2 separate regions of the Oryctolagus cuniculus genome follow, and region 1 is linked to region 2. The links are chromatin contacts, called in public Hi-C maps. All regions are on one chromosome and are shown on one strand. Each heading gives the region's core, a stretch centred on a gene start, on an enhancer-like site or on the middle of the called end of the contact. The rest is flanking DNA. Distances are from core to core; before and after follow the strand shown. Region 1 holds the start of THBS1 (thrombospondin 1). Region 2 has its middle 68 kb from the start of THBS1.

Region 1 (4,735 bases), core at 1,421-3,920, 68 kb after region 2:
ATATTTACTGGCAAAACATTTAGGTTCCTCTCATCTCTAATGAGGAGAACTTGGCAATAGAACATGCTAGGGTGAGATGCCACATGCCTTACGATTTTAAAGAAAAAAGTCATGCTCAAAGATGCCAAGCCACTCAGCCCAGACTGGCTATTCTTTCCTTTATGAAGCCACCAGACTACACCTCGGAGTTCTTCAGAAGAAGGTACAATGACGTAATGAAATCAGAAACGATGCTCACTCCTGGATGTCCACCGCGAACAGCATCTGGGGCTGTGGCAAAAGGGCTCTCTCGTGCCATGGGGGTCACAGAACGAGATCCCCTGGCTGAAAGGTTCATGACTCCAGTCCCTGGCGGTGTACTGGCCTGAACTCCCTGTCCCTCAGGGGACGCACATGCGAGGGTCACTGCGTCCCCCCAGGAAAGGCAATAAGGCCCCTCTTCTGCTGTTCCTCCTCTTCTCCAAGCTTCCCAGAGGTAGGTGAGGTGTCCCCGGCACCACGTGGCCCACGCTGACCAGGAAGAACGTGGTAGAGTTCCCAAGAGCTGCCAGGACACCCACTCCTCTGCCACCTGCACTTGCCTGCAGAATGACCGAGTGACGGGGTCCTGGGGAGGACCCCGTGTTGAACCTAAACAGCACCTAGGCTGCCATTAGCGTTCTCTGACGAAACACTGACAAGAAGGTTCCTCCGGGCCTCATCCAGGGGACCTTCCTCTCTACGAAGCAAACACAGCAAGCTCCAAGACAACCCAGACGCATTTCTGTGATCCCCAGCCAGGGCAGCAAGCGCTTGGGGCTACTTCACCTGTGGGGCTAAGCCGAGGGGCGAGGGTCTTTGGGTACAAGAAGGCTGTGCCCTGGTTTTGTGGGGGATCTGTCTAAAATATCAACCTGGGCCACAGGAGCCCAGTGCCATCAGCTGGCCAGTCCTCCAAAAAGTGCTGGTTCCTAAGTGCCCAGTACCAGGAAGAATTAGTCACAAGTAGAGAGAGAGAGAGAAAAAAAAAGCCTCTTGCAAAGAGCAAACTGGCTGCCGGGGAAGGAGAGGGAGAGGAAAGTGGGAGGACACGCATGGCTGCTGCTCCCTTCAGATCTGTGCGCATGACTCACTACCTGCGACTTCCAGGACCGGAATCCGATCTGACTCATCAGCCAATAGAAACTTTGACTCCTGCCTCGAGACATCGAAATGCAGCAAACAAACAGGCATCTTAGGAACATGTGTATCTCCTAGAGGCGCTTGATGGACACACAGGCACACCTTGTCACACAAGGAAAGTGACGCCGCTGTCAGATGCGCGGAACCCGTGCGTGTTTCCAGCAGTGGGAGTCCTGCCAGGTGTCACTGCTAAGAAAGGAGGTGGGGGGAGGGAAGGTCCCCTCTGCGTGTGGCACGAGACCCTTATTTGGTGAAGCTTCTACCTGTGCCCTGGTCCTTGGGCCAGCCTGATAACGCGGGACCACGGCAGGGGCAGCAGTGGCTGCTGACGTCCCATCCCAGGCAGATGAATGGAATTCCAGGCCGCTGCAGTCATGCTGGCTTGGGACAGTGGCTTGGAGACCAGACGTCAATGACAGAAGCATCAGGCTGCAGGGCCCATGGCAATGTGCGTACCCACAGAAATGTAACCCACGCCTTGGTTTCAGGAGCCGAAAAATGAAAGGAACGCTTAGGGAGGAAAAAGGGAAATAAAATAATAGGCAGCGAGTAATTTATTACTCTCCGGGTCTGTTCTGTAAATAGTTTAAGACCCTGGAGCCAGATGGCTCTGCAAACTCTCCAACCAGGAGTCACGTTAAGAAGCACGAGTGGGCACGAAGACTGTTTTTCAAGACACAAACTTTAGTTTTGGCTTGAGGGAGCCGGACAGGAGTCCATTCGCTTAAAACTCCCCTACTGGCAAGCAGCACTCGGCGTGGGTCCCCTCGATAGCAATACGCATACCGCCCCCAAGCGGCAAGCCGTGGGAGCGCGGCAGCCACCGCCGAAGCGACCGTCGCGGGGACTCGGCAAGTGCGAGCTGCGCACAGCGCCCTGCAGGCCCGGCGCGACTCCGCACGCTCAGCCTGGAGAGGTCAGGCGCGGGGCAGGCGTGCGCGCCAGTCCAGGTGCGTCGGCACGGGGGACGCCTGCCGCCCCACCCCGGCAGGATGATGGGCTGGGGTCGGCCTGCACCCCAGGGGCCACTTCTCCCGGACAGCTGGTTCTCCCGAGGGGTCCCCTGTGTCCCCATCAGGCCCACCATTTTTGCAAAGCCGTCTCAAAGCGTCCACCTCTGAGCCACAGCCCTGGGCGGGGTATTCAAGGGTACGAGCTTGCCCGAGAGCCCTCCCATGGGTCTGCGGTGGTCGCTAAGCCCCATCGCTGCCCGGGACGCTCGCGCCAAACGCCTCGGGCCGCGTGGCCCAGGAGCCCGAGCTCCGAGGCTGCGCGCGCCAAGGCTGCCTGGGCGGGCGCCTGTTATTTCTGAGAAGTTGCGACGCTCCTGCGCCGGCAGCCGCTCCCCCCTCAGCTTCCTAGCTGGAAAGCTGCGCGCCGGGCGGCTGGGGGCGGGGAGCGCGACCCAGACTGGCCCCCCTCCCGCTTCCTGCCCGGTCGCCGCCCATTGGCCAGAGGAATCCCCAGGAATGCGAGCGCCCCCTTTAAAAGCGCGCCGCTTCGCCTCGCCAGCCACTGCACCCGAGCCAGCCGGCCACTTCGGGTTTCCAGCGAGCGAGCGATCCTCCTGCTCAGCCTGCGAGTCCGACCGCGGTCCCCCGGGCTAACCGGTTACCCCGGCGCCTCTCCTGCGTCTTCGCCGCCGCTCCCGGCCGCTGAGCCCACGTCTACACAGGTAAGCGCCCCGGGCGGTCGCCAGGAGCCCGCACCGCCCTGGCCATCCATCTCGAGCTCCCAGGTTCTCCTCTCTTTCGTTGCCCCCATTCTGTCCCTCCCAGCCGCCGGCGGGACTCTTCAGCTAGGAATTCACAAACTAACTCATCAGAGCGCCCCAGGATTCCTCCAAGTCCTACCTAAACCTTGCTAACTGTCCTCTAGGGAGGAGGCTACTTCGTCATGCCCTCCCTCCTCCCCCTAGCTGCATCTCCTGGCCCTGCTGTTCACTCTCAACTTCCCAAGAAACAACCCCCCACCCCCGCTGGTGGTCCGGGTGCCCCTGGCTTCACCTCCCTCCAACTCTCATTTTTTGCATGATGCCCTCTGGAAAACCAGTCCCGCGGTGTCTCCAGCGAATGTGAGGCCCAGGAGGGCTGCGGGGCTCTGGCCCCCTACTAGCCCCCAGTCTTCGCTGTCTCTGACCCTGTGCTCTTGCGCTTCTTGCTGCAGGCTCCCTGCTGGGCACAGACAGCTCCACCATGGGGCTGGCCTGGGGACTCAGTGTCCTGTTCCTGCTGCAGGTGTGTGGCAGCAACCACATTCCAGGTGAGTCTGTGCGACACCTCAGGGCAGGTGGAAGGAGAAGGCACTGGCTCTCCCTCCCAGCCGTCTCTCCCCTGAGCCCCAGCTGAGTATCAAGATGCAGCCTTGCTCTGATCGCGGTGTCCAGTCAGCTCTTTCAGTGGCTGCCCGTGCCTGTGGGCCGGCTGCCAGGGCTCAGCTCCCTCCCCCAGCCCCAGCCCCAGCCCCAGCCCCAGCCCCAGCCCCAGCCCCAGCCCCAGCCCCAGCCCTAGCCTAGAAAACTCACTGTTGTCCTTTCCTGTCCGGCAGAATCTGGGGGAGACAACAGCGTGTTTGACATCTTTGAACTCACCGGGGCTGCCCGCAAGGGCTCTGGGCGCCGGCTCGTGAAGGGTCCTGACCCTTCCAGCCCTGCTTACCGCATCGAAGATGCCAACCTGATCCCCCCGGTGCCTGACGACAAGTTCCAGGACCTAGTGGATGCTGTGCGCGCAGAGAAAGGTTTCCTCTTCCTGGCCTCCCTGAGGCAGATGAAGAAGACCCGGGGCACGCTGCTGGCTTTGGAGCGGAAAGACCACTCTGGCCAGGTCTTCAGCGTGGTCTCCAACGGCAAGGCGGGCACCCTGGACCTGAGCCTGACCGTGCAGGGGAAGCAGCATGTGGTGTCGGTGGAGGAAGCTCTGCTGGCGACCGGCCACTGGAAGAGCATCACCCTGTTTGTGCAGGAAGACAGGGCCCAGCTGTACATCGACTGCGAGAAGATGGAGAATGCTGAGCTGGACGTCCCCATCCAGAGCATCTTCACCAGGGACCTGGCCAACGTGGCCAGGCTCCGCATCGCCAAGGGAGGCGTTAATGACAACTTCCAGGTGAGGCCGCTTCTCTGCGCCCTGGTCCTGGGGCCGTCTGCTAGCCTGCTGACCTGTCGGGAGACCAAAGCCGCAGTTCCCATTCTAGAAGCATCACCTTCCCCGGAGGGCTGCTGTACCCCACTCCCAGAGTCCCCAGTTCAGTGCACTGGAATGGGTCTGAGAAGTTGCATTTCTAACAAGTGCCAGATAATGCTGAGGCTGAGATGGTAGTCGAGGAGCCACGGGTCAAAAACTCCCCAGGGAAGCCCATGATTTTGCTGTGACAGCCTGTTCAAGCCACAGGCACTCCTTAGGCTCTCAAGAAGACTAACCTCGAATGTGTCCCACCACTTTTAATACTGCTTCACGAGGGGCTTGCACGGCAGAATCAATAATCGCTTTGCTCTTGGATTCTTTGTAGGGGTTTGAGCCGGTCTCAGTCGAGAGGTTAAAATTGTGGTTATTTGCTGCTGCAGCTTCTTCCT
Region 2 (4,050 bases), core at 331-2,830:
AGACAGACACTCAGCTCTAGACCTTCCCTCACTTTAAGTTATAAGACCTTTGGGGGAGAGACTCACCCATTTTCTTGGACTGGGTTTTATGTAAGTCAGGCCAACCATAATGGATAGATACTGGGGTGGGATAGGAATGGAGAAGAGCTCCTCTAGAGATTTTTCTACAAGTAAAAATTCCTGGCAAGAGCCTCTCACTTCTATCATCAACTGTTAAGAACTGGGTCATGGAAAATCCTGTGTTAATGGTCACTCATGGGGATGGAGTAAGAAAGCTAAAGGAAGACTGATGTGCTCACTGCAAGGTGAGAAGAGCAGGAGAGAAACCTGTGCAATGAGTTAGACAACTTGATACCCAACAAGGGTTCCCCTATGACCCACACTGCTTTTACTAAGCCAAGAGACAAAGAGAGTTCAAAATCACTCTACATTTTAGTTTTATGAAAAATGAGCTCTTTGTTGTTGCCATCCAGTTGTGCATGCTGTTAGCCTGATTGTATCCTGCTTTCTCATCACAGTTAGGAAATAGGCGTGAATATCAGTATGTTTCTTTGGCTCCCTCAAAAAAATAGAAGATTCTTCTCTGATACCCATGTTTCAATTCCCTGTAATTTCTTCATTTGAATCTTTTTTTTAAGATTTATTTACTTTTTACTTGAGAGTCAGAGTTACACAGAGAGAGGAGAGGCAGAGAGAGAGAGAGAGAGAGAGAGAGAGAGAGAGTTTTTCCATCCGATGGTTCACTCCTCAATTGGCCGCAACGGCCGGAACTGCGCCAATCCAAAGCCAGGAGCCAGGAGCTTCTTCCGGGTCTCCCACATGTATGCAAGGGCCCAAGGACTTGGGCCATCTTCTACTAATTTCCCAGGCCATAGCAGAGAGCCAGATTGGAAGTGGAGCAGCCAGGACTAGAACCAGCACCCATATGGGATGCCAGCGCTTCAGGCCAGGGCGTTAACCCGCTGTGCCATAGCACTGGTCCCCCCATTTGAATCTTTCAAGGGTCAAGCCCTTTCTGAGTCAAGAGGTGTCTGTTTATCTGCCTGATGACAGAGGGGGTGTCATTGATATTCACCTGGGTGCCAAAAAAAAGATGAACACTTACATAGAAGATGTCTCTTTGAACTCTGAATTCCAGTTCCTAAGCTAACACCTGAAGCTGACCAAGGTGACTCTCCAAGGAAAGAATGGCGACAACAAAGACAAGAGAGAGAAACAGAAAGAAATCAAAAGAGAAAATGGAAATAGGAAATAGGAAAAATGATGGAAGAGGAGGGATGAAAGGAATGAGGGAGGAAGGAAGTGAGGGAAGGAGGTAAAAATGCACAGAAGGAAACAGGCTAGTCAGAAGCGCGCAACATTTTATAAAGGAGCTTTGGAAATAATGACACATTCTTCTGAAAATAAGAGAATGATAAAGGCTGCTCTCTCCCTGACTTGGATGCTGGTCCAGTCGGTCTCAGGGCTGTAGAGAATTGGACAGCATCCAGACTCCAGCCTGTGGTCCCAATGGTCTATGAGTCACAGGCTGTACCATGAGAGTTGCCGCTCCAAGGCATCCCTGGAGGTTCAGCTGTGGGCGTGCAGACCATTCCGACTGCTGGTCAGCAATGTCCCTTCAGGAAGTTGGCTCAGTCCAAGGCCAGTCTCTTCAGGATTTGAGGAACAGTCCTCAGAAGTGGAGAAGAACCAGGGATTTGAATCTTGACTCTAAAACCAATATGGCAGCAAGTTTATCTTTCTCCTTGAGGCTTAGCATGTCCTTCAGGAATCTACGGAGGGTAGTGACCTGTTATGGTCACTACCTGGGGGACACAGTCTCTTCATGGCACAAAAATGCCTGTGCTAGGACAGAGAAAAATGCCTGGACTTGAACAACAGAGGTATCCCTACCTGCTGCCAAAAGCCGGCTGATGGCAGAACTGGGAAGGGCCATGGATAAGAACCTGAATACCTTATTCTCAGCCTGCCCAGGGTCAGCACTGTCACCAACTGCCAGGACTGATCCCCACAGCCCAGCACCAGCTCATCCATGATGTAGTAGGCCTAGGCAAGTTCAGCTCCATGATCTTCCCTTGTGAAGGCTCCAGGCTTCCCCTACTCTCTTCTCATCACCAAGCCAAGCAAAACAGCTCCATTCCCAGGGTATCATCCAGCTGCAGGCTTGACAGCTCACTCGAGGCATGGACTTTGGAGTCAGATGGCAGAGGTTCCAATCCTAGCTCTGCAACCCTTGGGAAAGTAATTCAACCTCTCTGGGACTCACCCTCCCAGTGTTTGAAGTAGTGATAATCATAACAGGCTGCTGTCATCCATCTGAGAGCAGAGGCTGTTTTATCCACCAGTGTTTAGCCTACAGAAAGCAATGAGTAAATATTTATTGAATACATGCAAAGCACTTCCCAAGCCTGCAGTAAGTGGACAGTGTTATCTTCTTTATTTTCTGCCTCCCTCAATGCTGCCCACAGAAGAGCTTATTTTGGCCGTTATATCAGTCAGGATCCTGGAGGGAAACAGATGGTGTGTTCCAATTGAGGAGATCTTCATGAAGGAGTCATGTGCAGGGATGATTAAGAGAACACCCAGGGAGGGGATGGCAAGGCATCCCGGAAGTAGCCATAGTAGAAAGTGCCGACTCCCATAGATTTGAAGGATTAAGGGGAGGAGCTGCTACCAGACCCTGAGAGAGCCACAAGTGAGGAAAACAGCTCTGGAGAGTCTAAATCTTCAGTGAAGGAGTAGCATCAGGAGGGAGACAGGGGGATTAAAACCCACCCTTCTCCTCCCACCCTCTAATCTCTTCCTGGTGCCTCCCAGTGCTAAATCTAAGGTCCATTGATAAGGCCCATGCACATCAGTTTGCTTAGAAAGGTGGCTGGATTTGGTGGAGCCAATGGAGAAAGGCAAGGAACACTCAGCCACTAACTCTCCATAGGATTAACGACCATAGCCATCCTTCCTAATCTACACAGGTTCTGCCACAGAGTTACACTACAAAAGGCAAGATCTTCTCAAAAGAAAAAACAAATTGAGGTCAACAGGAGAGTATGAAATCTGAACTCCTGGGCCCAGCTGTTCCATGGAGTTGGCTCAACAGTTGAATCAGGTCCTGGCTGCCCTTCCTCATACTGTAACTTTCTGCATGTAAAATACAACAGTGAGTAGGCTAGCGCCGCGGCTCACTAGGCTAATCCTCCACCTTGCGGCGCCCACACACCGGGTTCTAGTCCCATTCGGGGCGCCGGATTCTGTCCCGGTAGCTCCTCTTCCAGGCCAGCTCTCTGCTGTGGCCCAGGAGTGCAGTGGAGGATGGCCCAAGTGCTTGGGCCCTGCACCCCATGGGAGACCAGGAGAAGCACCTGGCTCCTGCCTTCGGATCAGCGCGGTGCGCCGGCCGCAGCGGCCATTGGAGGGTGAACCAACGGCAAAAGGAAGACCTTTCTCTCTGTCTCTCTCTCTCACTGTCCACTCTGCCTGTCAAAAAATAAAAAAAATCCAAAAAAAAAATACAGCAGTGAGTATAATACACTTGGTGTGTTTTGGAAAAAGTAAACAGTGAACTCAGGCATAAAGGTTTACAGGTGAATATTTTTAAAATTATAGAGAGGTCATTTATAGACCATTTAAAAATGAATACTATTTCAAATCTACCCACATTTTCATATCATCTTTGTATTGCATATTAATATTTTTATGACAAGGCCTGAAGAAAACCTAGTTTACTTTTGAAGTGCTGGCGTATCTGTGGCAGGCGATGCAATTAGAAGACAGCTCTAGGCCGGCGCCGCGGCTCACTAGGCTAATCCTCCGCCTAGCGGCGCCGGCACACCGGGTTCTAGTCCCGGTCGGGGCGCCGGATTCTGTCCCGGTTGCCCCTCTTCCAGGCCAGCCCTCTGCTGTGGCCCGGGAGTGCAGTGGAGGATGGCCCAGGTGCTTGGGCCCTGCACCCCATGGGAGACCAGGAAAAGCACCTGGCTCCTGGCTCCTGCCATCGGATCAGCGCGGTGCGCCGGCCGCAGCGCGCCGGCCGTGGCGGCCATTGGAGGGTGA

What was found. Hi-C and Micro-C count contacts between places; a contact is called where the count stands out from the background.
Region 1: a Hi-C map of embryonic fibroblasts shows a contact between it and region 2, with 4 times the contacts expected there. The contact joins the promoter of THBS1 here to the enhancer-like site in region 2. A contact is called at or near these places in 2 of 6 Hi-C or Micro-C datasets (embryonic fibroblasts and skin fibroblasts).

Annotation. Positions count from the first base shown.
Region 1 is chr12:62,643,468-62,648,202 of mOryCun1.1, forward strand. It overlaps THBS1 (thrombospondin 1), which reads left to right and starts at 2,671. Exons shown (of 22, transcript XM_002717799.5): 1 at 2,671-2,836; 2 at 3,328-3,423; 3 at 3,709-4,268. The coding sequence starts at 3,357.
Region 2 is chr12:62,576,526-62,580,575 of mOryCun1.1, forward strand. No RefSeq gene overlaps it. Among named protein-coding and RNA genes, the nearest start is that of THBS1, 68 kb to the right of the region's middle. Within about 2 kb of position 1,581, at least 2 of the 8 cell types and tissues checked have an H3K27ac peak or open chromatin away from gene starts, as enhancers often do.